3 separate regions of the Mus musculus genome follow, and all the other regions are linked to region 3. Evidence: chromatin contacts called from public Hi-C and HiChIP or PLAC-seq data. All regions are on one chromosome and are shown on one strand. Each heading gives the region's core, a stretch centred on a gene start, on an enhancer-like site or on the middle of the called end of the contact. The rest is flanking DNA. Distances are from core to core; before and after follow the strand shown.

Region 1 (4,501 bases), core at 630-3,129, 160 kb before region 3:
TGTGTGTGTGTGTATGTGAAAGAGAGAGAGAGAGAGATTTCAAAGCATGCCTGAGCTCATTCATTCCTCTGAACATTTATCAAAAGAGTCTTTTCTAATTGGCCTTAATGTAATAATAAAGAAGCAGAAAGGGATGCATGGTCTACCTTGTTCTCTCCATCCTCTTTCTCTCTCCATTCTCATCCAGTCTATAACTTTAGGGTCTCAGGTAGCCTACTGTGAAACAGAAGTACCCCGAGGGAAAGAAAGGCCACCATTGTCCAGCCTGCCCTCATTCTTTTCTCCCACCTTTCTCTGTGCCCACCTCCTCCCTCCTACCTTTTGAACACTGACAGCCTCTGTTGTTCTCTGTTCCTCTTCCTGTTGCAGTGATAAGGTACAAAAGCAACTTTAAGGAGGAAGGGTTTATTCTGGTTCACAGTTCAAGGTACAGTCTGCCATAATGGGAAAGTGTAGGTAAGGAGCTGGCCACACAGCCGAGAAACAGAGCACTGTACGCATGCTGCTGCTAAGTTCTTAGGTCATTTAGATAGCTCGGGATGCCTTGAACAGGGATTGATGCCAGCCACAATTAGCATGGAGCTTCTCATATCAATAAACACATTAAAGAAAATCCCTGAAGTGAAGTTGGCAGTTGACCCTAACCATCACACTTTTATAATACCAAACTTTCTGAGAGTATGTAGTGTCCTGGGACCCTGTGAATTTCATTGTCAAGCTGGCACGATTTAGAATCACGCATCTGTTTGGAAGCACACATCTGTATCTATGAGGCTGTTCTCAGAAACATGTAATGGAGCAGAAGAGACATATCCTGAAAGTGGGCAGCACCTTTCCCAAGTGAGAGTCCTGGCCAAATAAGGAGATGCAAGCTGGGTACCAGCATTCAGCTCTTTCTGCTTCCTGACCACAGATAAAACATGGCCGCCACCTCATAACCCTGCTACCATGAGTTCCACATCACAATCAGCTATGCCTTCAAACTCTGAGGTAAGGCAAACCTTGTTTCCTAAGTTGTTTTTAAGGAATTTTGTCACAGCATTGAGAAAAATAATTAAAACAGACCCTGAAATGCCTTGTGTGGGAAAGATGTTTGCACCCCCATTCACGCTGAGTCCGTTTATCGCCCTAGTGTCTCCTAAAGTAGCTGTGAGCCTGCTGGAAAGATTTGAGGACATTGGAAGTCTAAACAGCAGAGCATCTTCCTCGCCACATTCCTCTCACAAAAGGCTTTTTGGTAAAACAGAAATTCCTTAGTGTCACCCAAACCAAACAGATATTAGGTGCAAAGACAGCAAAAGAGGACTCTGATGGTCTCAAGAACCTCCATGGGCACAGACTGCCAGGGACGGGGTTGGAGGATGCATGTAGGCAGAGCATTGAGGAAGTATAAAGACCCACCCAGCTCTGACTACAGGTACTTAAATTAGCATTCTGGGGGAGAAAAGCAGGCAAGGGCTTAAGGAAGCAAGAGAGGAGGGAGGGAGGGAGAGAGAGAGACGCAGAGACACAGAGAGACAGACAGAGACAAAGTGTGAGACAGAGACAGACACAGAGAGAGACAGAGACAGAGAGAGACAGAAAGGGGCAGAGAGACATTCCGAGAGAGACAGAGATACAGACAGAAATAGAGAGACTGAGAGACATGCAGAGAGAGAGAGAGACAGAGAATGAGATAGACACAGAGAAACAGAAACAGAGACAGAGATGGAGAGACCACATCAGAAAAAAAAAGGAAGGAAGGAAAAGCAGCTGCAATGTGTCCTAATTTGGAGAACCCGGCCACATTGCCATGGCAACCCTGAATCGCCACAAGGCAGCCAGGCAGGGCTTTAAACACTGAGTTAAATAGTTTAACTATGAAAAAGAAAGAAACAGATGTAGGGGGCTTTTTAAAAAAATTCCGAAAGAAAGGCCTGGAGCCTGCAAAGGTCCAGAAAGAGACGCTGTCCTGGCCTGGCTGGATTTCAAGAGAGATTTCAAGAGTGGAGCCAAGGGCTCTACTCTGGATCTTCCTTCTCTGATCTGGGCAGGCTGGAGACTCGGTATGTGTCTATAGCTAACCTCTACCTTAAGAAAAATCCCCCTAATGACAGTTGGATGCTAAGCTAGACATTCCTCAGGCATCTGGGCGATGCTCAGAACTACAGCCCAAAGTCAAACCTGTACATCACTCTGAGGCCTTGTTCAGTGAGCCACAGGACACGGTAGTCTCCTAAAGGCAAAGATACTGAGACCACAGAGGGCTAAGCTAGGCAATGGTGTGGCTGCACCTGTAACCTATACATGGCACACTGGCCTATGGGGCCTGTATGCCTACACAGTTCTGGGCTATTGGGGGGGAGGGAGAGGCACATTTCACATGTTTAAAACAAGAAATTAAAAGCCACCCTGAAACCATGCCTCTGTGAGCTTCACCGTGTGGGATGCTTTCAGATGTAGGCAGCGATGACAGCAATTTGGAAAAGAGTTTTCAGAGTGGCTCTGGACCTTTGGAAAATATGAATTAGCATATAAAACTGTTCTTCCATCTGGAACATTAATTACTCAAATTACACACTTAGTGTTCGACATTTTGCTTTACCTGGCAAAAAGGCCCTCGACTCCTTGCCTACTGCAGCCCTTTTGATCTTCTGCTGTTAACAACAAAAGTTCCTCTTCCCTTACCTACCCCATCACATCCTCTTACTCCTCTGGTGGGGCCCAGGATCTCCTGTGGGAGCTGAGGGTGCCATGTGACTGGGCCGTGTGGGATCAAGCCAGACAGCATCGAGTTGGTCATGCCACACAGCCACTCGGTGTCAAAGGAGGGAGTGGTGTGTGTCACAGGTATCCAGGCAACTGGACAAGCTCTGAGATGAGCTTGGGATGGAGATGACACTGGGATGGAGAGTCCATTTTCCTTGTAGCTGGACACCAGTAATGAACCCAGAAGAGCTCCGCTTTTCCCCCAGGCCACGTTCATCATCTCCTTTCTTGTACATCAACTTACATTACACCCCTTGCTCTATCTTCATATCCCCAGCTGCTGTAGCTGACCAGCTACTTCCTCTTTTCTGCTCTACATGAGCATCCACTGAGTACCCACCCCACCAACACTGCCCAGAAGCCTACCATGTCTCTCTCACGGCCAAGACCCAAGGCAAATGACAGAGAACACATGGCAAGCTTCCCTGGGTCCCATGACAAATGAAATCGGGCCTTTCTCACTGTGAGCCCCCTTTTCTGAGCCTCTCCCTGTCCCCTAGGCCAGACCTTTTATTAAGTCTTGTCCCAAACCCTTAACTTCTTCCATCCGGCTCCGGCTCTCCTCCGTGCGACCATTGAGAAGGTTGAATGAACCATCTATTGCATGGGGCCAAGTGCCTGGCAACAAGAAGGGCTTCCATCTCGTCAAGCAATGTGCTAGGCGCCCGGGCATTTGTTTCACTGGCAAGACTGGCATTATCCATCTGATTGGACAGTGCGGAACCCAGTGCTCACAAAGGTTATGTAATATCCGAAGTCAAAACTGGTAGGAACTACTAAATCCAGTTTGATGCTCAAAGCACTGCATTGAATCTCTACCCACTTCTCAGTGGGGCCTCAAATTGCCTCCACAGAAGCATGGTGTTGGCAGAGTGGCCAGAAGGTGACAATTCCAAGGAGTGCTGAAGACCTCTGCAAAGCCCAGATAGTGTCTGCATGGAGCATGTGTATTTATTTGCAGGCTAGCCTCTCCTGGAGCTACTGTGGCCCACTGCCTTTCTAATAAACAGGATCAAGCTTTTGGTTAAGGAAAAACATCATGCTATGTATTCCTGAACTGTAATACTGTCATCTCCAGGCCGGTGCCTGAGTCAACCAGAGATGTGATGGTTCAGGAGGGGCAACTAAGAGGAAAGGGGAAACTACTTTCCTTTCAGTAAAATTAAATGAGGAAACGTCTCCATAGCAGAGGGACACATTAGATAAACGGGACAGATGAATGCTTAGGTAAGAAAAGTAGCAAAGGAGCAACAAAGTCAGGATCCAGGGTTTGCTCAGGCACTGCAAGCCTCCATGATCAGCGCTGGGGCGGCAGAATCAGATGGGTCTCTGTGAGTTCCAGGCCAGCCTAGTCAGTATGGCAAGTTCCAGGCCAGCCAGGGCTACATAGCAAAGCTTTGGCTCTAAAGCTATGAACACGACCAGAGAGACCTCCAAACCACCTACGGGGAAGAAGTTAGCAATAAATCCAATTTGGACCCTTCTGAGTGACTGCTGAGATGCCCATGGCTGCCTCAGTCACGGAAGAGAGAACTTCTAGCTGAAATTCCCCGTTTCTGAGCAATTTCCAGCTCCATCGGATTCCTATTCTCACTAAGCTCCAATCTCCCTTCCTCACTTCTCCAGTTTTTCTTTCTGCTTCACTGTTGAATTAACCTGCACTTAAGGAATAATAGAATTATCCTGCATTGTTTCTGCACATTACTTAAATGGTTTCTTGTGATTATAGTGCCAACCTTTTGGCCTTGGCCTC
Region 2 (4,462 bases), core at 1,846-4,345, 220 kb before region 3:
GAGCATCATACCTAGGCAGCATGACCAGGCCTTGAAGAGAGGTTTCCCTTCAAATATGGAGAAAAAGAAGGGTCTAATTCACAGGTTTTCGTGATGGGGCACAAATTTTGTACCACATAATTTTTTGTGTCAGTGCCTATCCTACATATCAAGGGACACAGAGGCAGGTATCATGTAGGACCATAAACTGATCTTGCAGATGCAAAGCAAAGGGGCTGCAACACCACAGCATAGAATGATTCTGTCCCAGAGAAAGCTATGGTGGGGCGTGGTCTGATTTCTAGGCAGGAGACAAGAAGGCAACTAAAAGATTGGTCTAACACTCTCAACACTAGACTAGAGGCTAAAAGTCAAGGCTGGGGCTTTCCACTTCAGCTTGCATAGTACAATAATAAAATAGTACTTAGTTATTAAGTGGCCTTTCCATTAGTCAGTACAATAGAACACTGACTAATGGAAAGGCCACTTAATAACTAAGTACTATTTGCCATCGGCCTTGTAGAATGGAGCCCAGGAGCAGTCAGTGCTCTTTGATGAGTCTGTCCGGTCTGGAACCAGACCCTACCATCTGAAGCTGCTTGCTACCATAAAGCAATTACATAGCCTGTCTTGCTATGGCTTCTTAACCTATAACTGGGTTAGGAAAGTGCCCACCAACAGGGTAAGCAAAATATAGCCTGTGTGGTGCTGGCTATAGAGTGAACCATGCATTAGGGCTCAGCAGGTAATTCCACAAGGCATGTATTTGTTTCCATATCTTTGTCTCTTTGGTGCACCATAAAGACAGCTTTTTAAAGATTGCCTAGGGAAGACTCAGGCAAATATACTAAGTTTTCAAAAGGCAGTAATGGGTTTTTACATATTACTGTATCAGCCAGTATACACAGTAGACAATAAGCACATTACTGCATAATACAGTAATGTTATGTTGTTTCATACTTACTCAAGCAGTATATATAAAAGTACTCTGACCCTATAGCTAATGTGCTCTGTACACATGCCTGTGACCCTGGGACTTGGGAAGCAAAGGCAGGAGGAGCAAAAGTTTAATGTCATCCTTGGGTACATAGTGAGTCTGAGGCTAGCCTGGTCTGCATGAGTTTAATGTCATCCTTGGGTACATAGTGAGTCTGAGGCTAGCCTGGTCTGCATGAGTTTAATGTCATCCTTGGGTACATAGTGAGTCTGAGGCTAGCCTGGTCTGCATGACGTCCTGTCTCAAAAGGAGACATATATTATACGCATGTGCTCTTTAATTACTTTATTAGTTTGGATGGCTAAACCATGAGCTACTGTTTTACTTTCAATCTATTTGTTTAAAGTGAGGTTGAACGTTTTTGTGTCATTGGTGACAATTACATTTGTTCACAGAACAGTATGTCTGTTTTGCAGTAGCAACTCTGTGGTAGAGACTGGTTTTAACAAGCAAAGAAATGTGACATTCTCTAAAATAGCTGAGAAGATACTTAAGTTAGTACTACCTCATACTCCTCCATACAAGTGCTGGGTCATCTCATGTGTATTCTGAGGGAAGGGAAGGCATAAGCTAGAAAATAAAGGTGAAAATCTGTGAAGGTTTTGAGCAGGAATCACTAGGAATGAGGGCAGACGAAAACCGAGAAGACTATAGTCTGCTCCGAGAGAACAAAATGAAGCTGCAGGGAAGAGAGACTGAGCTTTAAAATGATCGTCAATGCCAAGCGAAGAAAGAGAGGACACATTAAAAAAAAAGGAGTCCCCCAACCGTTAAAATCAACGTATTCAATTAATCATAAATGATTACCCTTATGTCCTTAAGTGTGGTCCTGACCACAGTGCCATGCTGTGGAATGAGAGATGTTGTGGGCAACGGAGGGATAATAATAGTCCAGGGGGAACAAGAGCATGCTAACGGGAGTCCCAGAGGTGCATGGCACCAATGCCAAGATGATCTGGAGCCCTCTTCCATTAACCTGGTGGCCCTGTCTCTGTCCTGATCCCAAGCAAGAAGAGCTTCTGAGTATGGATGCGTTGGGCCAAGGCACCTTTGGAATGCCCCCTTTCAGTTCTGAAAATGGAAGGACAGCTCAGAGAAAGCAGAGTCAGCAGTGGGAGCCAGCACAGCAGTGACTCACAGCCTTCTTCCTGTAGGCTTCCTGGAGAACTCTTCTTTCAGACGACTGGTCACATGGCAAGCTCTGGTCCACATCTGGACCGCTCAAACGTAACTGATACCCTCCGTTGACTCTCCTTATCCATGTCAATGTCAGCCCACCTCAGTTGTACTAGGGATCCACAGTGAAGCCAAGTCAAGATGGGTAAAGGAAAGAAGGCAGGAGGAAGATTTAAAGAGAGTTGCTGCTTGGGCCAGAGAACCTTCTCCATGTGGTGACCAGCAGTTAAACAGAGACTCACGACTGGTCAAGTGCTGTGTGTGAGTGTGAGCCTTCAGCCTTGAAGGGCACTTGTACATCAACTCCCTCCTGAAAGCTTAGGTCACCCTGTCAAAAAGAGAGCAGAGAGAATGTAGGAGCCAGAGGGTTTGTGTTTGGAGCAGCGCTATGAATTGATGTCTTCTGGATACACATGTCTGCTGCAGTCATGAACTCACAGCAGCTACGGTTACCTACTCAAGACCCATCCAAGATCAGCTAACGTTCTTGTGGACTTCACTAATTGGACTTAAGGAGTGAGGGAGAAGAAGACATAGAAATACAAGGGAGGGGTGTCTCAGAGAAAGCAAGAGAGTTGGGATGGGTAAGATCAAGATCATTGTAGACATGTATGAAGCTGCCAAAAATTAAAATATATTATAAAAACAGTTATAAAAAGGAAAATGTAAAGATCATGTCTCCTAGTGTACTGGTGGACACAGAACCCCATTGTACAACGGGAGCTCGGGAGGAGATAGGCCTCAGAAGTAGCTGTAAAATCAGGAATGGCTGGGCAGAAAGGCTCAAAGCCAGAAACGATGTCAGCACAGAGGTTCATGCCTGAAACCTCAGCCATCAGGAGGCCGAGGTAAGAGGACTGTGGACCACTCAAGGCCCTACACAGGCAGTGCCAGCCAGCCGGAGGCTTTCTTCCTTGTCCCCCTTCCCTGAAGAACGCAGATGTCCCAAATGTACATCAGGTATTTTGGGTGCTCTGTGCTTCTTTGAAGCCCACGTGTAGGTGGTGCCCCTGTTCTATGGAAGCTTTGTTGACTCAAATCCAAACAGCAACTTTAAGGGCGTCACAACCAAACTGTCTCCCTGGATTACCTTTGCCACAATTCCCGTGTCTTCCTTCTGGTTATCTCTATGAGCTCTCAAGCCTGATTGCTACTGTTCAGCCCACACCAATTAAAATCTAAGGTCAAGCTTTTTGACTTGTTCTAGCACAGAGGAACTCCCGGCCATACCATCCACTCTGTGAGTGTAGGAACTTCACAGACTTGAACACATCAGGGAGGCCCAGTGTTGCAGATCGAGTGACCTTCCCCAGCACTGTGGACACACTACTCTTTCCTGTCACATTCTTCCTCCAGGGTCCTCCTATTTTTGAACATTAGAGATGTGAACAGAAGTTTCTGGAAAGAAACTGCAGTTTCCGCTGACCTTTCTGCAAATCTGAATGTTGGATTAGAATTCTAGTGATTGAGAGAGGTTGGGATGATGCAAGTCCAGAGCCAAATTATCTTGGGAGCATTTTTAGCCTCCATAATAGCCATTGATTGCCCTCCTTCTCTACCTTACCTAATTATTTAAATTATTTGGAATATACAAACACAGACTTAGTTTTCAACCAAACAAAAAGCTTAAAATGTCATCAGATAACATCTGAGGCCTATAGCTGTAACTTTCCTGCTTTACCTAACCCACCTGCCTAAAAAAAAAAAAAAAAATCTCCACCTGTGTTTGATTTATGACTTTTCTTGCTCTGTTACTATAAAAACATCGTGAAACTGCTTCCACATTGGAACACGTAATTTAGGGTAACCTAAATCTGTATCCCTGGGCCGTGGTCACTCATATGTGGCTTCCGGATAAATTGTCCCTTACCCCCTTCAAACTGAGAGTTGTGTCTTCGCATCAGCAGATACATTTATTTTTATCTTGTTCATGTATTTCTTCTTCATTTCAGACAGAACATTTACCTCTTTGAAGTCCTCTGAGTTCTCAGTTTCTACTCCAAGTAGATTTTTTTTGTATTATTTTTATCCTGTTCCCATTTTCCTGTCTGTCTGTCTGTCTGTCTGTCTCTGTGTGTGCAGGCTTGCTTTTGTATGTGTGTGAGCACATGTACATGTGAAGTCACATACAGATGCATATCTGAATGTAGAGACCCAAGATTGACATCAGACATCATCTTCAACACCTTTCCACCTGTTCACTGAGGCAGGCCTTCTCAGTCAAACCCACTTCCCAGCAGTCTTGCTAGCTATCTTGTTCTGGGAATCCCAGTCTCTACGTTCCATGACTAGAATGACAGGTTGGTTGCC
Region 3 (4,595 bases), core at 1,861-4,360:
TATTTTTGAGGGTACAAGATGAACACATGCAAGCAGCACATCTCTTTGTTTAACACAAAGGCTCACATGTCGAATTCTGCACCCCTTCCACATGCACGGCGCTTTAGAAGTCTGCAAGATAGCCATTTTGCAAGAGTGTGGAAGTAACAGTTTGCTTGGAGGATGTGCGGGTATAAATAGATGTGTGGACAGAAGGAGAATTTTACAGCTCAAAAAATAATAGCACACGGGGAAAAGATACAAATGAAAAGCAGAATATTGACAGACTCCCTTCTTTTCAGGCTTAAGGTTGAAGACTCCAGCTTGCAGCATCCAGGTGTTCTGAGACCAGCCAGTCCCTACCTGCACCTGCACCTCTGCAATAGGCCTCCTGGGATCTACGGCCCAGTTTCAACCCTTTCTTTAGACACCAAGTAGGTTCCAGGGCAAAAGCCATGATAATCTCGATCAGTATTTTTCTGTTTCTGCATATATACATATATATTTTTACAGAGCATAGAAAGGATGCCTAAAAGGAAAGAGGAGATAGGGAAACAGAAAGGAAGATGGCAAGAAACAAGTCTCAGCTTGGAGAAAAAACATATTTATCTAGATGCCCATCAAAATCTAACATTAGCTCTGTGTAAATCAAATGCTCCTTAAGTCGGAGAAGCATACAGGTCCCCTGGCTGCCTGTGTCTGCATATAGACATACCCCCTCCCAGCCTGCAACCTCTTCTGTGCCTGCATCCAACCACCCCCACCACCTTCCCGGAAAAACAAAACCTGTTAGATAGCAGAAGCATGAGAAATGACCTGGAGGTCCCCTTCTTTGTCACAGAAGCCTTTCCCACAAAACAGCATTATTTTGAGATCATGTTATTTTTTTTCTCTCCCAGAAAAAAAGAAATATCATCTGAGACACTGGGGGAAAAAAACAGATTTAAAACAAGAAATCCCCACCCCAGGTGAGGAAAAAGAATAAAATAGAATGTGCCCTACCTTGGTTTGTAGAAGCCAAAGCTCTAGGCGGACAGATTAAGGGAGAGCGCATGTTGGGAATATCCAGAGTCCTCTTCTCGCTTGCATATCCACATAAGAAAGACGGAGGATAAAGGGACAGAAGAACATTTAAAATCCAGTGGAGTGTGAATTTGGTTTTAATCTTGTGTCTTGAAGAGATGTAAATTCAAAGGAAAAAATGTAATGTGAAAGGGAATCTCAGGGTGTGGAGAGCGGCTCACAATGCAGAATCCAGAGCCATTATTCCATGTGCATGTGAGGTTAGTAGCCCGAATATATAGATTTAAGGAGTCTCCGGCAATTAAGGGTTGGGTTCTCTTTTCTTTTTTCTTTTCTCTTTTTCTTTTTAATTTTTTGGAGCTTTAGTAGAGGAGTCTCTGTGTGGAGAAGCTGGGGGCAGGCTCTGTCCCTCCGTGGAGCGTGGTCATTCCCAAAGCGTCCCCTTCCTAAGGGGAAAAAACGAGGAGGTCAGGGTTTGATTCGAGTGTCTCCCGGAGGGTTAGCAAAATGCATGCCGGAAAAAAAAATATAGATATCTCTATACCAAGTCGTTATAAGGAAAGGGGGAGGAAACCCTGCATTTCCCACAGAGTACACACCAGAGGAATTGAAAACAGCTGGCACCAATCTATAAATAATTCCGAAAAGGTCTGCCTATGCCGTTCCTGGGACAGGCATGGATGAAAGGTGAGAAAAGCCAACCTGAATGGAAGAGAGGGAAGAGGGAAGTGGAAAGCAAGGAGGAAGGCAGGGAGAGGAGGCTCCACACAGCAGTTCACACTCACACACACGCGCGCGCGCGCGCATGCACGCACACCATCCCCACTTAACTCGCCAGTGAGTGCGGCCCCCAGCCCCATCTGCAATGCTGCTGACACGTCTGGCTCGCTCTCCTCATCTCCTCCAGCAGCGGAGCCTCCTCCCACCCCGGGCTCGTGCTCAATGGGTTCTGATTGTGCACCGGCCGCACACTGGGCATTTCTTGGATGGGGCACACTGACACGCGCGTACACACGCCCCCGACGCGCACGCGCCCCCGCGCGCACTCACACTCACCCCCGCGCACACTCACGCCGCCGGCGCGCTGATGTGCAGCGCACCGGGCTGCACCTGCAGCCAGAGGATTGGACTGGAGGGTCGCAGCGCGTGGCTCCCGCCTCTGGCACCGCTGCCCAGCCTCTCCCCTAGAAGGGATTAACCACCTCAGAAAGACCAAAGGCAGTCCTGTCCCCTTCCCCCTCCCCAAAAATATCCTTTTGTTTAAAAGGAAAAATAAAAAACCATCCAAAATAGCAAGTGCCCGGTGCTGCTGGATTGGAAAGCTGTACCCAATACCAGGTTGGTTAGCAGTGCCAAGGCTTCGAGCCTTTATCTGCCTGATTTCTCCAAACCCTCAAAATTGAGACTCCAAAGCGGGCATTTACGTACCGGTTCTGCACCTCCGAGGTGGCAGTCTCCGGAGAGGGGTGGCGGGTGTCGAGGGTTTGAGACGTTTTCTTTCCTGCAAAGCAGGATAAATGGATCAGTCTCCTGGGTTGGGAAGTTCACTACGACTCTTTGCAGAGCAGAAGGAAATGTATTCGGATGCCAGCTCCGCTGGATGCCGGGGATAGAAAGGCAGCTTGACCCGAGAAGCGCTTCTCCATAGAGCCAAGCCCCGAGATTTCCTAGAGGTGAAGGAACCCAAGGAAGTGGTGCTGGAAAGGGGGTGGGGGAGGACCTTCCTTTCTCAAAAAGGGGGGGGGGGAGTGGAGAGGCAAGAGAGCCCAGATTCCAGTTGGTGGTGATGGGAGCCGGGGGAGGGGAAGCGGGCGGGGGCAAGTCAAGCGTTCGGCAGCAGGAGAGGAAGAGCAGGGGAGGAGGGGGAGAGTAAGAAAAATGGGTATTAATCACCGGCGACGCGGGGAGGGCGGGGACATCAAAGGTCCTGGTCTTGATTTGGGTCTCACACCCAGGAACGTGCCACTCAAGCGCGCGCTCGCGCGCGCACACCACACACACACACACACACACACACACACACACACACACCCTACCTCTCACACAGGAGGTTCAGGAGGAGAAACCCAAGAGGCAGGGTGTGTGTGCACGCGCGTCCTCTTGCTCTCCACCCCCCACCCCTCCCCACTCCCAAACCCCCTCCATCACCCCCTCACTCCCACTGCTAAGACTCTTGGCTGAGGCTGCTTCTCACGTCATGAGCTGGGGGAAGTGGGGTAGCCAGGGGGTGGGAAAAGCTTAACCCGAGGCCGTGGTGCCTCCTCCTGGCAGCAAGAAGGAATAGCAGCGAGATGGGGCGGCTTAAGGGAGAGGGGAAACAGTGGCCACCTTGGACCACCGCGCAGGGCTGTGCACCTCAACCCGAAGGCCATGCTGCAGACTGACACTGAAACCACTCCCCTGGTTCCATTCAGCAGTCTCTGCTTAGTACCTGCTTTCCGGGTGCAGAGTGCAACTTGATGACAGGATTCTTGTCTTCAGGGAGCTTGAGATCTGTCTTCAGTGCAGGAAATTGACAGTTAAACAATAGGGAAGCAGGTAAATGTAATTAAAAGGCTGAATTGTACAGCAGTGTGTGTGTGTGTGTGTGTGTGTGTGTGTGTGTGTGTGTGTGTATGTGTGTATGTGTGTGTATGTGTGTATATGTGTGTGTGTATGTGTGTGTGTATGTGTGTGTGTATGTGTGTGTATATGTGTGTATGTGTGTGTATGTGTGTGTGTATATGTGTGTATGTGTGTATATGTGTGTGTGTGTGAGTGTGTGTGATATTTTCCGGCTGCTGGGAAAGATTTGAGGACTTTGGGGTTCTTTTTTAAGTGGATTGCGTTATTTAAAGATCTCAAGCAAAAATGATAGACAAACGAATGTTTCCCATATGAAATGATTTTACAGCACTGACTAACCCAGCTTCTCTAAAACGGAAAATAGCAGCCATTTCTCTCCCTCTTGAGCTGTTTTATGTTTTGGGAGTCCTTGTGATCACTTGTAGTATTATCTATTCTTCAATATTAATATCCTTGTAGATACATCCTTGTTATTCTCACCCATTGTCTCTGTTACAGTGGAGGTGAACTTTTATGGCAGTAAAACAACGGGCTTCTCACTCACCAACCTGGGAGAATGTGACCGGAACACACAGGGATCGGTCCCATTCCAAGCAGCCTGGAACTCCGGTCTACGGGCCAATGCGCACTGGCCTCTAGTCCAGTCAGCACCAGGAACACCTCAGGCGGGTTCTCCACAGCAGTGTTTTTTCCCGTTCCCTGAACTTTGTCAGGCTAATTCTTGGCATCTAATGTTTTCACGACACACAGAGGAGAACACAAATATCGCGTATTCAAAAGCAATACCGTGTGCCTCTCTGTGACCATTCCCATTCTTTCCCGAGACAAAGTGAGGTTGCGCATCTACTCCTTTGGGAAAGTGTGGAATGTGGTCACTGCTCTCTGCTGGATGCACACAATGGCCGACTGGACCCAATCATGTGCATGTTCTAGTGACTGGAACAAAGGCAGATGCCCTAAGCCAGGACACAGTGAAGCACGCTGCCCTTGCTCTTACAGTAATGTTTTCTTTTTTTCTTTTGAAATGA

What was found. A called contact is a pair of places that touch in the nucleus more often than the background predicts. HiChIP or PLAC-seq counts read pairs in DNA pulled down with a chosen protein or histone mark.
Region 1: an H3K4me3 HiChIP or PLAC-seq map of forebrain shows a contact between it and region 3, with 3 times the contacts expected there. The contact joins the enhancer-like site here to the promoter of Grin2b in region 3. A contact is called at or near these places in 1 of 39 promoter capture datasets (frontonasal cranial neural crest), 1 of 484 Hi-C or Micro-C datasets (cortical neurons), 3 of 115 datasets of contacts at active chromatin or transcription factors (astrocytes, embryonic forebrain and forebrain) and 1 of 9 other capture datasets (liver).
Region 2: a contact with region 3 is called in a Hi-C map of cerebral cortex, with 3 times the contacts expected there. The contact joins the enhancer-like site here to the promoter of Grin2b in region 3. A contact is called at or near these places in 5 of 39 promoter capture datasets (embryonic stem cells, hippocampal neurons, neural stem cells and 2 more), 6 of 484 Hi-C or Micro-C datasets (cerebral cortex, embryonic stem cells, forebrain and 1 more), 8 of 115 datasets of contacts at active chromatin or transcription factors (SST interneurons, embryonic basal ganglia, embryonic forebrain and 5 more) and 3 of 9 other capture datasets (adipose tissue, embryonic stem cells and liver).

What each region holds. Positions count from the first base shown.
Region 1 is chr6:136,008,687-136,013,187 of GRCm38.p6, forward strand. All of the region lies in intron 4 of Grin2b (glutamate receptor, ionotropic, NMDA2B (epsilon 2)), which reads right to left. Among named protein-coding and RNA genes, the nearest start is that of Gm14330, 160 kb to the left of the region's middle. Within about 2 kb of position 1,880, at least 49 of the 459 cell types and tissues checked have an H3K27ac peak or open chromatin away from gene starts, as enhancers often do. A contact at or near this core is called in cortical neurons and forebrain, where this site is marked.
Region 2 is chr6:135,949,771-135,954,232 of GRCm38.p6, forward strand. All of the region lies in intron 4 of Grin2b (glutamate receptor, ionotropic, NMDA2B (epsilon 2)), which reads right to left. Among named protein-coding and RNA genes, the nearest start is that of Gm14330, 100 kb to the left of the region's middle. Within about 2 kb of position 3,096, at least 3 of the 459 cell types and tissues checked have an H3K27ac peak or open chromatin away from gene starts, as enhancers often do. A contact at or near this core is called in cerebral cortex, where this site is marked.
Region 3 is chr6:136,170,435-136,175,029 of GRCm38.p6, forward strand. It overlaps Grin2b (glutamate receptor, ionotropic, NMDA2B (epsilon 2)), which reads right to left and starts at 3,111. Exons shown (of 15, transcript NM_001363750.1): 1 at 3,039-3,111; 2 at 2,431-2,503; 3 at 982-1,448. Gm26653 (a long non-coding RNA gene) reads left to right here and starts at 2,594. Exons shown (of 3, transcript XR_378074.4): 1 at 2,594-2,675; 2 at 3,420-3,540; 3 at 4,066-4,595.